Regions from separate parts of the Mus musculus genome. Here all the other regions are linked to region 1. Evidence: chromatin contacts called from public HiChIP or PLAC-seq and promoter capture Hi-C data. All regions are on one chromosome and are shown on one strand. Each heading gives the region's core, a stretch centred on a gene start, on an enhancer-like site or on the middle of the called end of the contact. The rest is flanking DNA. Distances are from core to core; before and after follow the strand shown.

What was found. Promoter capture Hi-C pulls out the DNA fragments that hold promoters and counts their contacts. HiChIP or PLAC-seq counts read pairs in DNA pulled down with a chosen protein or histone mark. Capture Hi-C pulls out chosen DNA fragments and counts their contacts.
Region 2: an HNF4G HiChIP or PLAC-seq map of pancreatic cancer cells shows a contact between it and region 1. The contact joins the promoter of Sh3pxd2b here to the promoter of Erlec1 in region 1. A contact is called at or near these places in 2 of 39 promoter capture datasets (both in liver) and 1 of 115 datasets of contacts at active chromatin or transcription factors (pancreatic cancer cells).
Region 3: a promoter capture Hi-C map of pre-B cells shows a contact between it and region 1, with 4 times the contacts expected there. The contact joins the promoter of Snrnp25 here to the promoter of Erlec1 in region 1. A contact is called at or near these places in 3 of 39 promoter capture datasets (hippocampal neurons, liver and pre-B cells) and 1 of 484 Hi-C or Micro-C datasets (B cells).
Region 4: a promoter capture Hi-C map of pre-B cells shows a contact between it and region 1. The contact joins the promoter of Cfap36 here to the promoter of Erlec1 in region 1. A contact is called at or near these places in 5 of 39 promoter capture datasets (the C10 cell line, embryonic stem cells, hippocampal neurons and 1 more) and 1 of 484 Hi-C or Micro-C datasets (CD4 T cells).
Region 5: a contact with region 1 is called in a promoter capture Hi-C map of pre-B cells, with 4 times the contacts expected there. The contact joins the promoter of Rhbdf1 here to the promoter of Erlec1 in region 1. A contact is called at or near these places in 3 of 39 promoter capture datasets (cranial neural crest, liver and pre-B cells), 1 of 484 Hi-C or Micro-C datasets (B cells) and 1 of 115 datasets of contacts at active chromatin or transcription factors (astrocytes).
Region 6: a contact with region 1 is called in a promoter capture Hi-C map of adipose tissue, with 4 times the contacts expected there. The contact joins the promoter of Prorsd1 here to the promoter of Erlec1 in region 1. A contact is called at or near these places in 3 of 39 promoter capture datasets (the C10 cell line and liver), 2 of 115 datasets of contacts at active chromatin or transcription factors (astrocytes and large pre-B cells) and 2 of 9 other capture datasets (adipose tissue and liver).

What each region holds. Positions count from the first base shown.
Region 1 is chr11:30,952,653-30,956,414 of GRCm38.p6, forward strand. It overlaps Erlec1 (endoplasmic reticulum lectin 1), which reads right to left and starts at 1,479. Exons shown (of 14, transcript NM_025745.3): 1 at 1,262-1,479; 2 at 1-24. The coding sequence starts at 1,423. It overlaps Asb3 (ankyrin repeat and SOCS box-containing 3), which reads left to right and starts at 1,746. Exons shown (of 10, transcript NM_023906.3): 1 at 1,746-1,917.
Region 2 is chr11:32,346,558-32,350,125 of GRCm38.p6, forward strand. It overlaps Sh3pxd2b (SH3 and PX domains 2B), which reads left to right and starts at 1,283. Exons shown (of 13, transcript NM_177364.4): 1 at 1,283-1,411. The coding sequence starts at 1,337.
Region 3 is chr11:32,203,323-32,206,948 of GRCm38.p6, forward strand. It overlaps Snrnp25 (small nuclear ribonucleoprotein 25 (U11/U12)), which reads left to right and starts at 2,093. Exons shown (of 5, transcript NM_030093.3): 1 at 2,093-2,341. The coding sequence starts at 2,300. It also overlaps a transcript of Il9r not described here.
Region 4 is chr11:29,245,614-29,249,241 of GRCm38.p6, forward strand. It overlaps Cfap36 (cilia and flagella associated protein 36), which reads right to left and starts at 1,659. Exons shown (of 10, transcript NM_025740.3): 1 at 1,402-1,659. The coding sequence starts at 1,516.
Region 5 is chr11:32,220,316-32,223,974 of GRCm38.p6, forward strand. Rhbdf1 (rhomboid 5 homolog 1) reads right to left here and starts at 1,978. Exons shown (of 18, transcript NM_010117.2): 1 at 1,854-1,978.
Region 6 is chr11:29,513,775-29,517,651 of GRCm38.p6, forward strand. Prorsd1 (prolyl-tRNA synthetase domain containing 1) reads right to left here and starts at 1,259. Exons shown (of 2, transcript NM_026465.3): 1 at 1,143-1,259. The coding sequence starts at 1,226.

The DNA.
Region 1 (3,762 bases), core at 229-2,728:
TTTATACAAAACTCCAGTTGTAGGCTAGAAACAGAATCAAAAGCATACATTATTTTTTGTCAGTTAAGGTGCTTTACCCTGAATACATTCAGTGCTCTTTAGAACAAAGGTTCCTCAAGTAAATTGACCAGTTCTACTGAAGATTGTTAAAGCACATTTTCAGATGTAGGCAAAATAGTGTAAACATCTTTAAATGATAAGGAGGAAATTAAAAACTGTATACTGTTGTCCTATCTAACAGAAAAGATAAAGTTTGGGCTGTAAAAGAAAACTAGTAAGGCAATAGATTGAAGTTTAAATGCTAATTAATACATACATTGAGGCTATACATTGTGGCACACACCTTTAAGCCCCGCCCTCAGGAGGCCGTGGCAGGCGGATCTGTTTAAGTTCTAGTTTGCACTTGTTTACTTTTTTGGCGGTGCTGGCAATGGAATCCAGATCTAGGTGTGTGGTAAATTTGTCTGTAGTAGTTACACATGGATAGACATTTCAGCACTACAATCATTCAAAACTGAATTTCCATTCTTGTTAGATTATACACCAAAATCTCGTATTCTAGGACTGGAGAGATGCCACAGAAATTAAAAACACATTATTACTCTTCTCGGAGGGGTGAGTACAGTTCCCAGTTCTCACATTGGGAGCCTCACAGCCACTGGCTCTTTCATTCTTGCCTTTTTACACAATACACATTAATTAACGATCATAAAATCCTTTTTAATCTCATGTTCTAGAGTCCTAAATAATAGTGGTAATACATTCAAGCCTCTAGTCTATTCTGCATGGCCAGTAGTATTCCGCATATAAGCTCACTAATATCTTCCAAACCAAATAGCCCTCTCAAATGCCTTAAGGGAAAAGATTCTCAGAAGCTGTATACGTCGTTTTTAAGTGTGTGTTGGAGAGAAAGAATGAATAGAGATGGGACTCCTGTCTGTTGGACGGTTGTGCGGGTAGGGTGATGTGCTAGTTAATTCTAAAACTTCCTCCACAGAGTGGGGCTGTAGAGAAGCCAGATCTAACGTAATGAGATTTAAAGGAGGGAGATGAAGTGACCGCTGATCTCCTAGTTAGTATGGAGGGCATATCCACTTAGTGTGCTAAACGAATTAATGAATGAACGAACACACTTAGGCTTGGGGTCGATAAATGCTTGGGAAAAAAAGGTTCTGGAAGAAAAAGCTAAGGAATCGAGGGCTGGCCCGAATGCTTCGTGCCAGAAAGAGGGGAGAAGGCTGCGGCTCGTGAGGGCACTGACCAGAGAGAACTCGGTACCAGGCCAGTTGACTCGGAAGGGGATGTCGTCGCTGAGCTGGGGCAGCGCTCGGCCGCCGCCGGACGCCTCCAGGAGACCGTACAGAACCAGCAACAGTGGCCCTCCGGGGACCAGGCTCCGCAAGCCGCCGTCTCCTTCCTCCATTGCCGCGTCCTCCAGCCACCGTCACAACCTCCTCTACCAGAGGAGAACAGGAGGAGGGGAGGAGGAGGGGGAGGAAGGGGGGGAGGAGGAGGGGGAGGAGGAGGGGGAGGAGGAGGAGGAGGAGGAGGAGGAGGAGGAGGAGGAGGAGGAGGAGGAGGAGGAGGAGGAGGAGGAGGAGGAGGAGGAGGAAGAAGAGGAGGTACTACAAAGCGTCCTTAGTGCAGGGGACCCAACCGCCGCCGCCACGTCTCCTTGCAGACGGCTGGGCAAAGCCGCCTCCGCCTTACAAGGGCTTGGGGCCACCGCTTCCGGGGCAGGCAGCACATCAACATCCGGGGTTGTTGAGTCGGTGGCCTACGGAAGCCCGCGCTTGGGTCGCGTTGCATTGCGTTGCTGCTGTAGCATCCTAGCGGTTGGACTCAAACGCAGAGGCCCGGGACTGACGCCGGTTGAACGGGTCTGGAGACGGCGCTTGGACGAAGCGGCCCGGCCAGGTGAGTCCTGGCCCGCGCGCTCAGTCCAGCCGCTAGGGACTCTCGGGATTTGGGGGTGAGTGGGCGGCGGCCCGCTCTCAGAAAGCAAGTAGAGAACCGAGCTGTGCAGAGTCGAAGTAGAACTTACAGTTCCGACTGAGCTGCCTACCCTCCAGTCTTTTGCTATTTGCACTCTCCATCTTCTCTCCAGAAGCTTCTCTTAGTTTCTTTTGATGGCGACTGTTGTCACGTCTGTCTCAGATGCTGTGTGTTTGGGGACACCCCCAGTGACACCTGCCACGTCCTTCGACTTTGGCATAGATTTGTTGGGTGGCTAGGCGCGTACAGTCCTGCATTTTTACTTCAGGAGAAGTTTTCCCTCCCTTGACTCAAGTGTTGGACTGTTGTTATTTTACTTAAGTCCAGAAAGTTTATGTCAAGGCCAGAGCCAGGTGAATGTGAAGTTATGAATCAAGTTACAGCAGACTGAATATAGACAGAAAGTTTTGGTTTTTGTCCCCTTCTTGAAAAAAGAAAATAATGTCCACATTTTTTTTCATCTCCTGTGTAATAATTTTACAGTGTTTGCCATAGAACATTTGGTAAGGACTGCCCATGTTGTGGTGTTAAAATCCACTGGGAGAAGAGACTTAGACTCAATTCAAATTTAGACTAAATGAACTTATTCTTACTGTTGGCAGAAGGAAGGGAGCCATAGAGCAAATACAGCCCACCATGCAAAAGGTGAATTAAGGTGGGGCTTTAAGGAGGACATCTGAATTACATGGATTACTGATATCCATGGAGTCTACATCTGATCAGGAAAATTGTCTCACTTCTCTCAGTTGTTTCTTACTTTCTCATTATACAGTAATAAAAAAAAAAAAACCATTTTATCCCTTCCCCAAAGCGATAGTAAGTTTTACAAAAGGCAAGCAGCCTTTAATGCTTTATAGCCCCATTGTCTGATTCTTATCTATCCATTAGGATCTCCCAGGCATTCCAGAGCAAAAGACTCATTGGCCAGTTAAGGGAAGCCTGGCTCCACGTTAAGTTTCGTCAGTCATCACAGAGGACTTCTACTCTAATGACTGAGATAGAGCAGTTCATTTTTCAGTGGGTAAAAACATAGTGCCACTAGATTAAGGCTGGCTGTCATATCCCCACACTCAAATTTGAACCAAATCAAAAAGCAGGAAGAGCAGTCCGTTTTTCAGCTTTGTAAGTTTTCTTTAAGGTAAAGACTCACACTATTAAAACAATATTGTTCTAGAACTGATGTTTTGTTCATTGCATTAGCTCATCATAATGTTTAATGTGTGTCAGGCATTGGGATTGGTAAGCTAGAGAGTAAATGGGCTCCTGTCATTTGTATCTCATTTTCTATCATTGAGATACTACAAATGAATAATTATGAACTAGGGGCTAGAGAAATGGTCCAGTTACTAAGAGTACTGGCTGCTCTTCTAGAGGACTGGTGGTCCCAGCACTCACAAGGAGGCAGGCTCCAACCATCTGTAACTGCATTTTGAGATCTGACACATGCATAGATATGCACAACACAAAACACATCATCATCATAGTCTCATAAAAATTTCTAACTAGATAGAATAATACCTAACATTTATTATTTAGTTTCTGCTAATCATAATATGACTATAAATACTTCTGCTGCGGCCACCTTGGGCACAAACTCGGCAGACAGTCCCACGGTCCCCTGAGGACTCTCCATTCTCCAGGTGCCCTAGCACGCCCAGGATCTTAGGATCACTGGTCAGTAGAACACAACATCTGTTCCAACACCACCAGGAGTGCCTGGGCCCAGCAGGAGCAGGGACATAGGAACCTTGCCCGACCAGTGGCTCA
Region 2 (3,568 bases), core at 33-2,532, 1.4 Mb after region 1:
TTAGGATCTGGTGCACTGGAGGGAATTACTGGGCCAGGGAGGGCCCTGGTTCCAAATGGATGCCACTCTCCACAATCTCCGAGTGGGTCAGTAAGAACAGCTTAATCAAGAGCGCCAAGAAGATAGTCCTGTGCCTGAGGCAGCACAAAGCCATCTTTGGTACAAAACTGGCTTTGGTAAAGACAATCCTCCCGCCTTGGCCTGGTACCAATCAAGTAACCCCTTCTATTAGTGAAGCCCATCCAGACCAGCCTTCAAGGCCAGAACAGCAGAAAGCACGGACAAAGAAGCCAAAAAGGCAATAGAGGGGTTTCCAGAGGGATTCAAAATAAAGTAGTCTGCAAGGCCTGCCTGGACTGACGAGAACTCTCCCTTAAGAAATTCCTCGACTGATCTATGGGTGGGGAGGTGCCTGAAGGGGAACCCCTGCTTCGTGGCTGAGAAACCACTACCTGCAGTCTGAACTTCCTATCCATGGTGTTATGTGTGTCCATCCATCCATCCATCCATCCATCCATTCATTCAGCCAGCATCTGTTAGTTACTGAGCGCCCAGCCAATGCTAGGATGAGCTAGAGAAAAGAGATGTGGAGCCACTTGTAGCTTTGCTTTGCTTAGTGTGGGGCAACCATGGGTTGGACCCACCTGCTCCATGAATCTAGAGGCTGTCCTCAGGTCCTCTGTAAAAGGCGATTAACCATCCCCTCCTGACCCCCAACTCCCAGGTGTTGTGAGATTTTAAGTGAGCATCCGTGATAATGACAGGGCACAGGGCCAGGTGTGGACTCAGTCCCCCACGGGGTCAGGGGCTTGCTACCTACCCAGCATCCCTGCTCTCTTTCACCTTCGCAGCCCTGTGCAGGGCTGCCAGGCCATTTTTGCAGTTTTTCCTCTCCCTGTCATAGACAGTAAACCCAAGAGACCTAGTGACCACCTCTCCCTGACCCCCAGCCCCCGCCCCCAGCCCTGGGGGCAAGCGATCGGATTTATAGCGACTGGCACGCCAGCGGTTCTCACACACCGAGGGGGATGGGCAACCTCCCTGAGCCCTTAACGGGAATGGAGAGCTCGAGCAAGATGCTTGGGTGCCTGGGTTTAGAGTCGCCAGGCCCGGGCGCGGGGGGCGGAGCGCGCCGTCCCGCCGGGCGCGGGGACAAAGGCCCGCGGGCGGACGTGGCCGGGCCGGGCCGGGAGGGCCCTTTAAGCAGGGTGGGCGGGCGGCGTGGAGGCGGGCAGGGGCGGGGCGCGGAGGGCGGTGGCGGCGGCGGCAAGTGCTCGGCGGCAAGGATCGCTTTGGCCCGGCCCGGCCCGCACGGCGCTGGGCGCGGAGAACGGCCATGCCGCCGCGGCGCAGTATCGTGGAGGTGAAGGTGCTGGACGTGCAGAAGCGGCGCGTGCCCAACAAGCATTATGTGAGTCGGCGTCCGCGCCACGCGGCGATCCCAGCCCCGCGCAGAACTTGTGCCCCGCGCCCTCACCGCCGTCTCCCCACGCGCCCCGGGTCCCCGCGCCCTCCCTGCTGTCTGTCTCCCCACGAGCCCTTGGTCCCTGTGCCTTCCCCGCCATCTCCCCGCTCGCCCCTTGGTCCTCGCCATCTCCTCGCGAGCTCTCGCCTTGCCCACCCGTACAAAAGTCTGGCCCCAGCCGCTGCTGCAGACTAAGACAGAAACCAGGAGAGAAACCCACGGAGCCGTGGGTCTCAGGCCACCCTCCTACCCAGAGGCGCCCAGCCTCATAGGATTAGCGAACCTAGCCCTTCATCCTTCTGTGCATGGGTCATTTGAGCGCCCCTTCCCTGTAACTTCCGCTTAACAATGTGGGAAAGTTTCCCCAGGAGTAACCCCCCTCTGTGACAGGAGAATTTTGTTTGGAGCTGCTAAGGTGTGGAGGAAATGGGTCCCTGGCATCATTTTGCAGATGGGAACGCTGAGACTCAAAGGCTGAGGATTCTCAAACGTGGACGATGGGCCTGGGGCCCACGGTGACCCTCAAGTGGGAAGTGGCCTCTCAGGCTGCTTGGGGACTTTGTTGGAGGTTGAGGTGGCCTTGGTTCCACCTCAGAGGTTCTGGGTAGTAGGACAGTGGATTTAGAGGAGGCCCTGGGGACTTCACTCCAGGTGTGAGGGGGACTGGCTTCCCTGTGGCTGTGCCAGTCCTGAAGAAGTTAACCAGGAAAGAAAAAAGCAAGAGGGAGGGAAAAAAAAATCCTAACAAAGAAGTGAGGAACAATGACTAGAGAGGGCGTTGGCTGGAGAAAGGCTGGCCAGGGGCCTCCCTGGAAGCCCCTTTGGATCTATTTGTTTAAGAGATCCATTCTTACAAAGCAGACAGCTATACATGCCTTCCCTGAGTCGCCCATAAAATTCTGAAAGGAGATGGCCGGGTATCCACTGTACTCTACAAGAAAGGGTGTGCTGTGTTCCAGTGTATTGTTATAGTCTAGGCCTTCAGTAACTCAGCCCTGGGCCAGCCAGCGGGGGGCTGCTTCCTGGACCTGTGGTATCTTTAAATAGAGCTAAGTTTTCCCTGCTTCAGAGCTCAGCTAAATTGTCTTGGTTTCCCCACCCCCACTCCCTTTCCCCCCCCCCCCCCCCTTAACTATTTCAAATGCTGCCAAGTCTTGGTTTCTTGTTGAAGCCTGTTGAGTTGCCTCTTGGGTATGGGACAGTTTTCAGCAACACACCAACTGGAGGAAGTCTGAAATTCTCCTCCATGCCGCCTTCCACCAGATCCGACAAACCAGAATAGATAGAACCACCAAGGACTGGGTGTCACCTTCTACTCCCTTGTGGTGTCACACATGTTTAGTGGTGGTCTTCTCAAGTCTGTTTCAAGGATGGGGCAGCTAACAGTAAGGAGCAGAGCAGGCCTGTTGGACCAAAGACGTTGGCCCGTCAGACCACGCCCCTTTCCACATCCCACACACCCACAGAGGCCCTGGACAGAACGCTCCCAAAACCTGGGAATCAGCTCAGACTTTTGTGGCTTTGAGGGGTACCCCTGAGGTTCTAGCCAGTTGTCCAGGGCTCCCTGAGCCAGGTATGTGTAGCCCTCTAGCTTGGGCAAGCTTAGCTCTTCGACTCCCAGGCTGCTAAATATTACTTCTTTCAGTCTCTGTGTCCTCATTTGTAAGATGTGGTGTTGATGCCTCCTCCCGAGGAAAGGGGGGGCGGCAATCATGTGACTGACATGGGGTTTCTTAACTGCAGCCCTGTGGCGTCTATGTCTCTCTGATTGAAATCATGCGAGAGCTTGTTCTTCTGTTTTCGGGCTTAGTCACCGCTGTGACGAGGGGCCTTCTCCCTGCCATCCAGTCTTTGGTTCCCCAAATGGGGGTTGGAGTATAGAAGAATGCAGCCAGAGCCATCCAGAGGAGCAGATAAGTTGGTTCTATAGTGACATCGTCCCAAATGCAGCAGCAGCAGACTGGACTATAGTGCCTGCCCCCAAGCTCCACACACAATAAGGAGTGGGTGTGGAGGCAGATGTTGGAGGCCTGGCTGATGTTACCTTGCTTCTGGCCTCTACACAGCAGCTTCCCTTTCCTCAGTTGTAAGAACAAAAATACA
Region 3 (3,626 bases), core at 843-3,342, 1.3 Mb after region 1:
CAAGTAGTTAAAGAATCAGATTTAAGAAAGTCCATCACAGGGATGCCTAGAGGTTGACCCATCTAAATAACCCCTCACAGATGCACCAGGCGCTTGTCCCATGGGCGATTCCCTGTCTTGTTGACAGTCAATATTAATCAATACAAGTCCACCCCTTGTAAACTTGACACCCAGACACACATCCTTATGCCATGCTTAATTTCCAAGTGAAGACACATTCATAATTTTGCCTACAATAACTAACTGAGCCCAACCACAAGCACACTACCCTACCCTCAAAATAGGCCAGAGTTCCTTTAATGCTTAGTCTTTTGGTGTCCCCAAGGGCAAATATAATTATGTTTACAAGGCTTAATAACTGATACTCTGGTTCACAGATGTGTATGCATGTGGGAATATGGAGCTATAGAAATATAGATATAGGTATGAGGTAGAATGGTAGGACATGAAAATCGTGATGGCCTAGAAAGGAAAACATGGGAAAGGAAAGATCTGGCTTGCTTTTTCTGCTGATAAAGGCAGAAAACTAATAGACATAGCTGATAAAGCCAAAATTGCCTGAAACAGTTCATTTGAGAGAAGATATCTCAAACAAAAATGTCAAAGACAAATAAATTGTGCTTACTTATGGCCACATTAATCTATACTGTAGATTTTCTGTTTATTTTTGTTTTGAGAAAGGGTCTCACTATGTAACCTGTTCCTCTTACTTTCTTCTTTATCTCTGCTGTGCAACTCTCCTGGGCTTTAAACCCTTTCTCCTGCCTCAGTCTCTCCAAGTGCTAGGATTTTCTCCAAGTGCGTACAACAAGCTTGGCATAGGGGATAAGAGTTTTAAGTAGGATAACCATGATTGAGGGAGGGAGGGAGGGAGGGAGGGAGGGAGAGAGGGAGGGAGGGAGAGGGAGGAGAGGGAGAGAGAGAGAGAGGGAGGGAGGGAGAGAGAGAGAGAGAGAGAGAGAGAGAGAGAGACACGGTTGTTGTTCTTCCAGAGGGCCAAATTTGATTCCCAGCACTCACACGATGTTTCTCAGTGCCCAGAAGAAATACACGCCGAAAATGACCCATACACATAGGATTTTAAAAATGAGGCAAGTGATTAAAGTAGCTATCCAGGGAATGTGACGGGAGCAAAGAAAAAAGAAAAAGCCCACAGTGCTGCCTACACAGCGTCCTCATAAGAACAGTTGTTACAGGGACTGGTGGTGTAAAAGAACACGAGGACTAGAGATCAGCGCATGGCAAGGCTGCCCTTGACAGCTCCGAGGACCACAGGTCCCGCCTAGATTTGTTTTGTTTAGACAACTTCCCTCTGTAGTCCCTGCTCTCCCATACAGACCTAGCTCTCGATTCAGATCCAACTGCCTCTGCCTCCTGTGTGCTGAGATTAAAGGTGTGTGCCACCAAGCCAAAGCTTCACTTCACTTTTTATTCTATTTGTGTGTGTGTGTGTGTTGGAGTTGGAGTTGGTTTTTGTGCGGGGAGGGGGTTGGTGGGTTTTTTGGTTGGTTGGTTGGTTGGATTTTTGAGACAGGGTTTCTCTGTATAGCCCTGGCTGTTCTGGAACTCACTCTGGCCAGGCTGGCCTCGAACTCAGAGATCCGCCTGCCTCTGCCTACCAAGCGCTGGGATTAAAGGCGTGCACCATCATGCCCGGCTTCCACCTTACTTTAAAGTGGACCTTTTAGGCAATTTTTTGGAATGGAGCCCATGGCATAATCTCAAGTGACTGCGAAGCGACCTGGCTGGGGCAACAGCACGCGAGTGGCAACGGCAGGCCCCAGGCAGCAGGAGGCGCCCGCCTCCCAGCGTCACCTTGTTGGGTGATGCCGTGCACGGGGACAGGTGTCTTGCGCGAAACGATAGCAACGCTGGCCTTCCTTGACAACCAGCCCAGACCGAAGAGAAGCTCAGCAGCGGGGAACAGAATAGCTCGTAGCTCCCGCGCCGCTCGCACCACCAACGTGACCTGCTCTATCCAGCCAATAACCTGCTGTCTGCACGCTCCCAGCCTCCCGAAGACTCGCACATTTCATTGGCTACTGAAGCCACGCAGTATACCATTGGCTAAGCTATCTCGTCGGGGCGGGACACAATCACTGCGCACGCGCCTTTTGCTTATCAACCTGGAAGGCAGGGCAGGCTGGAGGAGCGCCGGAAAGCAACACTAGTCTAGTAGTAGGCAGTCCTGGAGGACCCGGAGGCTGAGGATCGGCCGGAGGTGCCGGAGGACGACGAGGATGATGAGGAGACATTGCCCCATTCCGAGGCTGTGGACGTGTTCCAAGAAGGTCTCGCCATGGTGGTGCAAGACCCGCTGCTCTGCGACCTTCCGATCCAGGTGCGAGACAGGGCTCTGGGGTGTGGATGGGCGCTGGTGGTCCCACCAGAGAAAGACGCTTCTGCGCATAAGTGGAACGCTTAGGGTGAGGAGCCCCTCTGAGCCGTGAAGTTTGAATTAAACAAACACTAAGATATGAACTCAGGATGAGTGTGACAAGTCTTTTCCTTTTGCCTGAAACTTCAGTATGCGTGACTTAGTAGTTAATGTATTCTTTAACCTTGCCAATCAAAGGTGTTTTTATTTAACGTCTGTGTGCGCACAGAACTGGGAGCCAAACTGAGAACCTTTCGAATGCTAAATAAGTGCTCTACCACTGAGTTACACAAGTTTATTTGTACTTCCCTCTGTGTTTTATTAAAACATCTCTTGTCTGGCCAGACCTTTAATCTCAGCACCCGGGATGCCGAGGCAAGGGAATCTCTGTGAGTTTGAGGCCAGCCTGATACATTGAGAGCTCCAGGCCAGCCAAGGGTCTGGAGTAGTGGGTCTCTGCCTCAAAACAAACAAAAGACATTTTGTTATCAAAGGTTTTAGGTAGCCGGTCAGTTGCACCCTGGACCTGAGGTACAGGCCTGGAGCCTCTTGATACAATACTCTCAGGATCGCCAGGCCCAGTGTTAATTGAAAATCCTAACACACAATAGGTGTCTTAGTCAGAGTTTTACTGCTGTGAACAGACAGTGTGACCAAGGCAACTCCTTTTTTTTTTTTTTCCTTTAAAGTTTATTCAATACAACCTAATCTCCAACTTCACTGAGGTGGCTGACCACGTGGACTCTTATAAGGACATTTAATTGGGGCTGGCTTACATGTTCAGAGGTTCAGTCCATTATCATCAAGGCAAGAGCATGGCAGCATCTAGGCAGGCATGGTGCAGGGGGAGCTGAGAGTTCTACATCTTCATCTGAAAGCTGCTAGCAGAATATTGGCAGCAAGGATGAGGGTCTTAAAGCCCAAGCCCATAGTGACACACCTACTCCAGCAAGCTACACCTATTGTAACTGGGCCACACCTTCTAATAGTGCCACACCCTGGGCTGAGCATATGCAAACCATAACAGTAGGCAAGCTTGGTTCCCTTTTTTGATCAGGGCCACTGACAGGTAGGTATATATCATCTATAACTAGGGAGACATTAAGGCATCAGGTGTCTCCAAGTGACGCTCCCCAGCAGTGTGGGTAGGGCCATGTCAGTGAAAGGGCATGTTTGGAAAGGACCACTGGGGCAGGACTCTCAGACACAGAATTGCCCCATTCTAACACCAGAAAGCTCTTATGATCTC
Region 4 (3,628 bases), core at 409-2,908, 1.7 Mb before region 1:
TCTCTGTGACACTTCTCATGCATTCAATACAAATACTAATTCTTTTCAGTTCTAAAACTACATCATTGTGGTGTGTTTGTAAGCCCTAGCTTTGCTTCTCTGTAAAAATGCACAATCAGCTGTTACTACCGAGATGTAGCCACTCTTGACACCTGTGGATGGATAGAAGGCATACCATACCCCACACAATTTCTATTAAGGATTTAGTCTCAAAAATACATGAAAATCAGTGGGAGACATAATCCCTCTTGCAGGAGGCCAGGCTATCCCCATGATTCATCAACCTTTTAACAGCACTCTAAATTCTACAGGAACACAAGTCAATTGCTTTGCTTTCTGATCCTTCATAAAAGCTGCCTACCAAAACACTTAACTCGTGTTTGAACTTTAACAGTTAGAATAAAATAAAAGGTTCAGTGATCAAACAACATTCTTTCTTTACTAGATTCATAGAATTTTGGGTTTGAGAGAAGTCTTGCAAGACAATTCAGGATAAGAACCCTCTGTTAGCTGAATCTCAAACAAGCTGCATTGCAGTACAGTCACTGTCGAGTGTATGCAGATACTTCAAATGCCTGGGAACCCATTAACTTTTCAAGCAGGCCACCTCATCCTAGAAAAGTGTATAAAAGATTCCCTTCACTGAAATGTGTTCTCTGCAGCTGTGAGTCAGTATTCACTCACCCCAGCTCTATTGCACCGATCTTTACAAAAAGTCTGTCCCCCTAACCTAAGACACAAGTTCAGACGATATATATTGCTACCCTCCAAGTATTGCCTAGGCAAAAAAAAAAAAAAAAAAAAAACCAAGATAAAGGTTGGATAGGACATCGTTTGTGATTGCTTCTCTATGAACAGAGTCCAATTCGTCTTATGAACTCGGATATGAGCGTGATATGAACCGATCAGAAAGCACTGATGCTGGTCCTTCAAAAGAATGCCACATTTGTATATCTCGTTTGTTAGAAAGCTCTTCCTCCCCATCGCCTGCTTTGGTCCTGCCGGAGTAATCGAATGCCCCCCTTTGCAGATAAAATGGCCAGAGTGAATTTGTCATTTCATAGGCTGAGTCCACAGGGCGACATCTCAGGGGTCAGAAGGAACTCGAAGAAAAACGACGTTTTCCCCAAATAACTGAGGAAGATGCTGGTTACCCAAACAGTCCACTTGCGCGGGGTAGAAAGATACGGGGTGAAGTGACAGGCCGAACATGGGATTAAAGTCTAATGTCTTCAGGACAGGCGCTCGGGCAGAGTGGGTGAAAAGTCTTGGTGAGCAATTTCACGTCTGCAAACAAACGAGCCACTCGGGAAGGGATGTACGTAATTCCTTCTACAAAACTGTCCTAGGCCCGGCAGGCAGAGACAGTAATATTTGGCTTGTTCACAGTCTGGTTCTTACCTTCGCATTTCTGCTCCACAAAGTCCAAGATGGGGATAGACCAATCCGGGCCCCGCAGGAACCCAGCGATGCTCTCCACCACCCATTCCACTTCGTCCTCTTCTTCCGCAGCCATCCCGCTCGCACCCGGCGACGCGGACGCCTAGGCCGGATTCCCCCAGCCCTGTCTGGCCTTTCGGCCGCAGGAAGCGACGGAGAATGCGGGCAGCAAGGTCCCCGCAATCGCCGGGCCCCCAGGTTAGACACCACAAACCAGTTAACGTAAAATGGTCGCTATGACAACGTACGCAGCAGCCCGGAAGTGAGGCCTGAGTCCTGAGCTCCTGGAGGGGGGGGGCTGGATTAGGAACGTTTCCTATTGGCTAGAAGAGAACGGGGCAAACGATAGCCCTCCACTCATTGGCCCGTAGTTGCTAGGCTGAGAGCAGACGCGCGGGCATTGGCTACTGCGCTTAGAGACGGCGTTCGCGCTCCCGTGTGCGCGCGGCCCGTCTCAAAATGGCGTGCTGAAGGCGTGGCTTCCCTGAGGACCTCCTCCCACCTCATCCCTAGCGGTCTTCAGACCCCCTGGCCCTTGAAAACAAAATTGAGAGAAATATGCTCTGTGAGGTTTACTGATTGATTCTGCAAGCCGTTTGCTTGCTGTCTAAGGATGGGTCTAAGCTTAGTTAACAACAACTAAAATTAGGACAAGTATAAAATCAGTTAATCTCCATTTAATTAGGCTTTCATAGACAGTATTTAGAAAGTATCAAGGTTGCTCTCTTCCTACTTAAGAGCCAGAGGACTCCCAAGAATCTTATAACTAGATGTGGTGGCCTACACCTTTAATCCCAATACTCCTGATAGCCACAGGCAGACAGACCTGAGAGTCCCAGGCCCACCAAGGCTATATAATGAGAGTGGTGAGGAGCTGGAGGAGCAGACTCTACAACTTCAGTTTCATGAAAGTGGAAGTGGAGGACTCAGTGAGAACCAGAGGTGACTGTGTGTTGGGCCGACAGCACAGTACCAGGTCTGGTTGAGGGCAGGAGCTACATACAGCAAATGTTCATGGAAAGCTCAGGAGGAACTAAAGGGGTATTAGAGGCAGAGGACCCTGAAGATCTCAACGTTTCAGTGGTTCTCAACCTTCCTAATGCTGCAGCCTTTTAATACAGTTTCTCGTATTGTGGTGACACCCAACCATAGAATTATTGCATTGCTACTCCATATTGTAACTTTACAACTGTTGTAAATCTGGTGTGCAGGATTTCTGATCCGTGGCCCACAGGTTGAGAACTATTTCAATATATACTAAAGCTGTTGATAGAGGACCCAGCTCTCAAGTCAGCAATTAGTATGTTAGCTAGTTAATCTTGTCTTCTGTCCAAGAATTTCCTTATGGACGAAAAGGTCATTTCTGTGGGGATTTGTCTTGTCACCTGTCTCATCATTGAAGTCTCTGAGGACCACAAAAGCTGCTGAGCCACAAAAGTCATCAAAGGGGCTCCAGGCCCCTCCTTGCTGCCCAGCCTATGGCTCCTCAGGAGCTGTCCAAAATGGCGGTATCACAACATCTCAGCCTACAGCCATCATAAGAGCCGTAAGAGTGGTCCACAGTGGCACACTGCTTTTCTCACCTCATCGGGAGCTGCCCCTCAGGAGCTGTTCATAATGGCCACACTTTTCATGCCTCAGCCTACAGCTTTCATGAAGCACCACTGCAGAAGCTGTCCACCGTGGCAGCACCTCCTCTCTAGCCCCCCCCACACACACACACACACACACCACACACACCACACACACACACACACACACACACACACACACACACACACAAACAGCCCCACAGAGATGGAGCCTCAGGTAAAGCCAGCTACATCCAGGAAGGACTTCTCACCCTAACCCATGGGCCCGATGAAAGGAAAATGGGGTGAAAAAAAGAGCCACCAATTCCTGAGCCACCCCATATTCAAGACTTGAAATTCCACCAATTCTCACACTGGAAATCTCTGCCATGAGAAGTTCTGCCCTTCAGAAATCCTATATAAGCACTGCCCCCTTTGTCCAGGGCTCCTGGGTGTAGAGGGCAGCCATCCCTGGATTTGTCACTCCATATCCTGAACCTTCCAATAAATCTCTTTCATAAGATTTCCTGCCTGGTGTGACTCACCAGTCTGAAGAATCCAAGAAGAAGGGAAGCAATGAAAAGAAGATTCTAAGAAAAGGAGCTGGGCTGGCTGAG
Region 5 (3,659 bases), core at 728-3,227, 1.3 Mb after region 1:
ATAGCTCAGGGGGTCTCTGATACCAGTCAAATTCCTGGATCCAGGTGGGGTTCAGAGGGGAAAGGGGACCTGTCTAAGCCAGCCACTCAGAAAGGGCTTGGAGTCAGGAGCTAACTGTAGGTCAAATTCTGGATTAGTGTCCACTAAGATGGACACTTCTGATGCCCAATCTGTAGTCCAGCTGAGTCTCTGAATGGAGGAGGGGTACAGAGTTCCCCTGTACTGACTCAGAAACCCCTCCCAGAACCCAAAGGAAGCAGGACAAAACTGGAGAGGCTCCAGAAGGGTAAACTGAGTCTGCAACAACAGCTTCAGTCACCAAAAGCCGGGGACACCTGCCTCAGACCTGAGCCCAACGAACCCTGTTGATGTTATAACCGGTGGCAGAAGTAATCACTCCTGTCCTCCCATTTTACAGATTGACTCAGAGAGGCTTTTTACTGCCTGAGGTCACAGGGCCTCAAGGGAGTTCAGCACCTCGGCCAGGTCTGCCAGGGAACTGGGAGGGATCCTTAGCTCCAACGGCTGCAGAGCACTTGGGGCTGGGCAAGGGAAGGGGCTCCGCTGAGGACTAGAGCTAGGGCGATAGGAGGGAGGGCCCTGACTGTCCCTTAATGGGAGACCCAAACCAGCACCTCTAGACCCCGAGGGGAGCTATACTGGCTCACCCAAGTGGACTTCCCAGTAAGGCTCCTGCAGAGGAGCTAGCCAGCCATGGAGGCTGCCTGGAGTTCTGTGGACTGGTGCCAGAACCTGTACTACCCTACCCTGTACTGTACTGGACCTACCCGACACCCTTGCCCTCTTACCCGGATTGCCCAGAATGACCCTGGTAAGCATAGGGCTCAGCCTCTGCAACCTCTTGAGAACTGGCCAGCTGCTGAGTTCCCCAGCATCCTCTAGGCTTAAGGGCGGGGGCAAGGGGCTGAGGCTCGCCCCATGGAGGTGGGGAGCACCTAGCCTGGGACTGCCCCGACTTCTTAGCTGGTCTAAACCTGAAAAGCCAGTTTCATCCTAGAATCTTCTCCCGGCTTCAACAGGAAGTGGGGAGGGGGGGCTTTCCCAGGACAGAGCGGGGGGCCTCCGGATCCAGGCCCCGCCCACGCAGACAGACACACTACTCCAAGAGGCACACGGAGCAGGAACTCTGGTCCGGACTATCTGAGCGGAAAGAAAGCCTAGGGGGAGTCCCTTGACCGTTCTCCACCCAGCTCTACTAGCGTGCTCCCAGCAGGACAGACAGGCCCTCTCGCCTATCCCTGAGCCCTTGGGGTCCGCGGTCACCCCACCGCGCCCAGGCCTACTTCAAGATCCCGACTGTGGCCTCGGGCTCGCCCCCGGGGCCACTGTACAGGGCAGGAGATGTCTTTGGAGGCACTTCCCGAGTTTGCCGATGCGAACCGGGCTGAAACGGGCCGAGCAGGCCCAGCCGAGCTCCCCGGCCCGCAGCTGCCACTGTTACTCCCGTGAGTGGGAGGAAGCGGACCCTGTGGCCCGAAGTCGCGCTCTCTGTGCAGAGTTTCAGACGCCACCTTCGGGGCCCTGGGAGCACGGAGGGCATGGGGTGTGGGGGCTGGCAGCGGAGGGGCCGCTCAGGGCGGCTGCGGCCCCCGGACTCCTGTCCCCGGGGACCCGGCGGGGCTGCTACTCCGCTGCCCCGCCCGCCAGGCCGCGCCGATCCGACCACGGGCTATTTCTGTGGGGCGCCGGGCTGGAATCCGGGCCGCGCCGCCTGCGCCGGCGCTCGGGAAACTCCGCGCACCGACTGCCAGCGATCGGCGGACACGCGCCAGAACGCAAGCTCCGCACTCGCCCGCCCGGAACCCCGCGCAAAGACCCCGGCCGCCACTCACCGCCGTAGGGTCCTCAGAAGGGTCTGCACCGGCTGCTGCCGCCGCTGCGGGCCGGGAGGGCGCCCGCGCCTAGTCCCTGCCTGCGCCGCCCGCGCGCCGGCCCGACCCGTCCGCCTGGGAATGCCACGGGCCGAGGGGCGTGCGCGCCGGGGGCGGGCCCGGCAGAGGGGCGGCCGCCTGACTCAGGGCTGAGGAATGCGCGCCGCCCGCTGCCAGCCCCGGGCGCCTCCTCCGGGAAGACCTCCGGCTGTGCTCTGCCAGGGGTCCCGCAGAGACACCTGTAGCTGGGAGTCGGGCTCGCCAGCGACCACCTTAATCATAACATCTGTCTTGGACTCGCCTTTCCATACTCCTTCATCTTGTGCTGCCCCTGTGCTTGGGAAGAGAGGAAGGGGACCTCCAAAGCAAGAGGGTGGCGTGGGAAGGGACCTAAAAGGCAGATTGAACGCCCCTTCCGAAGGCACGCACTGGCACATCACTGAGGGTCCCGAAGCTCTCACTTGTCCTGTGCACACGCGCCTGATCTTTCTAACAAACATTCATGCATTCAGGCCTCTCGCACCTGTTTACACAGACACGTGCGCACACCTATTCAAAATGCACTTCCATGGGCTCACACTCTCTACCCTAACACATTTATAAGTGTGCACACTCACGTTCATACACTGATACACCATTTCACAGGAACCGCAGCTCAGCAATTACCCCTTCCCCTACTTCTTTCCCAGCAGGTACAAGGGTTAGACTACACCTGCCACCCCTCAAGCCATTACATCCGCGCATGCGCTCACTCTTCTCTCTTCAGCCTCAGTGCTCACGTATAACGTCAGGCACGGTTCATCACTCTGTATACTGGACAGGAAGTGCTTCTTTTGCTCTCGGCTGAGGCTGAAGGCTGAGGGAGAAGAAAGCTGTCGTGGTGCAGATGTTCTGGGCTCCTGTAACCCACACATGCCAAGCCAGAGATGGGACAGTCTTCATGCCTAGCATTCTTGACTCATGCTAGGAATAAGCAGGGTCTGGACGCCCAAACTGGGCTGGCTGGAGGTGCGGGGGTTGCATCCTTTCTGGAAAATCAGGGAACCGGCCACAGGAACCGGGCATCTGGTGCCTGTAGGTCCCTACTCCTTCCTGCTGTGGATGCTGCAGGGTCACCTAGACCTTTGTTGAGACCTAGAAATCTATTACCAGCTGCAAGAAGTCCTACAGGAGACTCACTGTGAAGACACACCCAGGGGTCAGTCGTCTTTTCTTACAGAAAGAATTCTTCTGTGTTTATTTTTATCTCTGTGTGTGGTTGCAGGTGCCCACACATGCCAGAGGGGGCATCAGATCCTCCTGGAACTGTAGTTATAGGCAGTTGTGAGCTGTCCAGTGTGTGTGCTGGGAGCCAAGCTCTGGTCCTCTGTAAAGGCAGAAAGCTCTCTTAGCTGCTGAGCCATCTCTCCAGCCCAAGTCATCTTCAATGCAAGAATACCACAGTGCTGTCAGCACACAGTGACAGAAAAGTAGCTTTCCAGGACTCATTGCTCCATCGACCTTGGAGTTCCCATAGTGCAGGGGAGTCTGTGACAGCCCCCGCCCCTGGCAAACCCCTCCATGTCCATCCACACACACAGGCGTTGTTCCTGAGAGCATGATGCCTACAGACAAATGCCCATCTCAGCATATGGCTTCAGGATTCCCCAGGTGAAACACATCCTCAAGTCCTGAGTCAGGGCATGGACAGTTTGAGCAGAGGAGTGTGGACAAATAGTCAAGCCTTCATCCAGTCTCCACAGACCCAATTCTCCACAGTCCCAGAAC
Region 6 (3,877 bases), core at 9-2,508, 1.4 Mb before region 1:
TTCGTTATAAATGTTTTGATAGGGGTTGGGCCTTTTGGTGCTGAGGATAGGACCCAGAGTGCTATGCTTGCTAGGCAGGCACAATATCTCTGAACTAAAAACCTCAGCCTCCAAATACTTTAAAGGCCTGGTACCTGGAGTACTGGTACTTAGAGCTGAGGCCGAGATCAAGAATTCAAGAGTGCAGCAAAATCCTGGTTGGGGTTCAGGGGGAGCCTTAATCATCACAGTTGCAGACCTCAAGACCTCAGTTTTTGTTGGGCCAGTTTTCTATCCCAGTGGCTAACAAAGCCATCAGGTGCCTGAGACGCTTATAACTTTTGAACTTTGGCGTAAAATTTGATGACAGTCCTTAATATTTATCTCCAGAGTCCCAGACATTCACTACAAGGGCATCGATGAAGAACATAAGACCCCAGGTTAGTACATAAAGAACATTTTTTTAATGTTACAAGTACCAGTACTCCAGGGCCTTAAAGTATTTGGAGGCTGGGAATGTACACAGAATGTGACCTTTGTAAAAATGGGAAATAGTAAATATTAAGACAGGTGTTTTCTATCATAAAATGTGTCGTGCAAGCCTTACCAACCCTCATAATAGTTTCCACAAAAATTGTACATCTCCAGTGTAGGTCATGTTAAAATTAAGGTACGTACTTTTGTTTGTGGCACAAGCGGGAGCGGGCCAAAAGAGGAACTGTAGTTTTAAACAGCTCTCAGTGTGAGTGCTGAAATAAATTCGTGTCATCTGCAAGAGAAGTACGTGCTCTTAACCGCGAAAACAATTCTCCAGACTCAGGGGTTATATACTTTTTGTAATTATTTGGGAAATGATCCTTGCCGTGCTGCAGTGGTAACGACTGTCCAAAGAAGTAAAAAACCAAGCCACCTCAATGGCCTGCTGTGCCTTTGGTACCAGATACAGCCTAGGCGATTCTATAGGGTTGCCACTTATGTAGTGCCTTGTTCCTTAGTTATCTACATAACGTATCAGCTATCCAACCGGCTTTTAAGTCACGTCAGTCATCCCAGGACAAGTTTCCTCACGGTTGCCGCAGTTTTAAATAAACTTATAAGCCTCTGCTTGGACCCAATAAACACTCGCCCGAAGACCCTCTGCCTTCCTGGGGCCGCAGTCTCACCTCGGGATGCTCCACGACCTCCGTGCGAATGGCGAGGGCGCCGAGCCTCTGTTCTAACTCAGCCCGCAGCTCCGAGCCTGCCATTTTCCCCTCTACGTGGGCAGGCTTACCGGAAGTGCCACGGCTTCGGGGGCGTGGTGATGGCTGCTTGCTCCGCCCTGGCATGGCTCTGTGGCCTGACCCATCTTTGGGCCGCCGAGAGCGCTTAGCCACACCCCCAACCACCTGAGCCTCCAGTGCCGGGGTCGGAAAGCTCCGGGTTCCATTGCTCGGCCGCGGCAATGTGGCTTCATGCCTCAACAACTGTAGCTTGTGACTTCCGTCTTTCCGTTCTTTTAAATTTTATGTGTTATGGGCGTTAGTTACCGGCTTGCATGGTTGTGCACCACGTGTGAGCAGTGCCTGAGGAGGCTGAAAGAAGGTGTTCAATTTACTAGAACTGGAGTGATGGTGAGTCATGTAGGTGCTAGGAACCGAACTCGGTCCTCTGGAAGACCAGCCATCACTCCCGCATATTATGATATTAGAAAACGGTACTGCGGGTGTGGTGGCGCACTCCTTTAACCCAGCACTTGGGAGGCAGAGGCAGGCGGATTTCTGAGTTCGAGGCCAGCCTGGTCTACAGAGTGAGTTCCAGGACAGCAAGGGCTATACAGAGAAACCCTGTCTCGAAAAAAAAGAAAAAAGAAAAGAAAGGAAGAAAACAGTACTGCGACGAATTACAGTGGTCGTTATGATACTTATGGCCTGGAATTTGCAACCATGGTGGGACCACTTACTTTGAATAAGGTTCAAATTCCACATTAGTATTTCACTTAAACTTTGAAATTAAGGCTCACATGCAACATGAAACACTGATACACTCAGAGATGTTTAATATAAATTAATTGTATTTATTTGGGAGTGAAGATCTGAAAAAGAACCCCTCTTAAGACACAGATGGTATGCTTTTTCTCTCCCTCGGTGACACAAATAGAGCCAGATTAGAACATATTACATGTAGATAAAGGCAGGTTTACTAGGAGGCAGCTTTTGGGCGGGCTCATCAATCTCACATGTGGAAGTCAGTGAAGTCACTCATCTGGTCTTAAGAGGGTTTCACAGAGTTTTGGCAAGGAATGATGCCGTGCTAGCTAGGAGCTGGGATAGTGTCCATACATGGTCAAAAACTGAGCCCCTAAGCAGACACTCTTGGGTGAGTTACCATAAACACACCACATTAGCCAGGAGCTTTCTCTGCCTGTGCAGTAGAAGAAGGAGGGCAGACTGGAAAACAGGGATTTGTTCCAGCCTATGATTTACTCAGTATTGGAAGAAACTACAAAAGAGTAAGTCAGAGTTGTGTTTACAGTTTCACTCTGAACTCAGGATTTCAAAATTTTAAAACTTTTTAGTTTAACCTTTTTTTAAAAATGATTTATTGCCCGGCGGTGGTGGCGTATGCCTTTAATCCCAGCACTTGGGAGGCAGAGGCAGGTGGATTTCTGAGTTCAAGGCCAGCCTGGTCTACAAAGTGAGTTCCAGGACAGCCAGAGCTACACAGAGAAACCCTGTCTCGAAAACAAACAAACATTTTTTTATGTGCATTGGTTTTCTGCCTGCATGTCTGTGCAAGGGTTCCAGATCCTCTGGAACTGGAGTTACAGACACTTGTGAACTGCCCTGTGGGTGCTGGGAATTGAACCCAGGTCCTCTAGAAGAAAATCCAGTGCTCTTAACCACTGAGCCATCTCTCCAGCCCCCTTAACCTTTTTGTTGTTGTTGTTGTTGTTTAATCTTTTTGCCTGTGTGTGTTTGTACCACCTTTGGAGACCAAAAGAGGGTAGGATCCCCTAGAACTGGAATTAAATATGGTCATGAACTACTACCATATGGGTGCAAACCCAGGTCCTCTGGAAGATCAAACAGTGCTCTTAAACATAGAGCCATCTCTCCAGCCCCTTTAAAATCTCTTTTATTTTAAACTCTTTTTTTTTTTTTTTTTGGATATTTTCTTTATTTACATTTCAAATGTTATCCCCTTTCCCGGTTCCCCCACCCACCTCCTATCCTATCCCCCACCCCCTGCTTCTATAAGGGTGTTGCCCCACCCACTCCCACCTCCCCACCCTGGCATTCCCCTATACTAGGGCATCGAGCCTTCACAGGACCAAGGGCCTCTCCCATTGATGCCCAACAAGGCCATCCTCTGCTACATGTGCAGCTGGAGCCATGGGTCCCTCCATGTGTACTCTGGTTGGTGGTCTAGAATCAGCACTGTGATTTTCTTTCTATTCTTTTTTATTGTTTCAGCAATGAATGGTCTTGTGGGCCACAGACTGGTATCTAGCTCATCTTGAACACTGCCACCATCGTGACCACAGGAGCCCTCCCTATTTCTGCATTCATTTTTTCATTGTTTTGAATGTCAACGTGTTCATTAAACAATTGAAGCCTCATACAGAGACAATTTTGTATCCTGTTTTTTTTTAACTGATGAACATTTTCCTATTGCTAACCTATTTCCTACTTTAATAAATATTTTATGTAGCTGGATAATAATCATTTGTTTATTGGTTGCAGAGAATGGAACCAGTAGTCTCAAGCATTTTACCAACTGAGTTCCCCACCCTCAATCACAATTTTTAGCCACTTCCATATTGGAATACCAATCTTCATATTCTAAATAGTTTATGAAAATAACTACTCTAAATTTATCAGCAATGAGTAAATTAACCTAGTGCCCACCAACACTT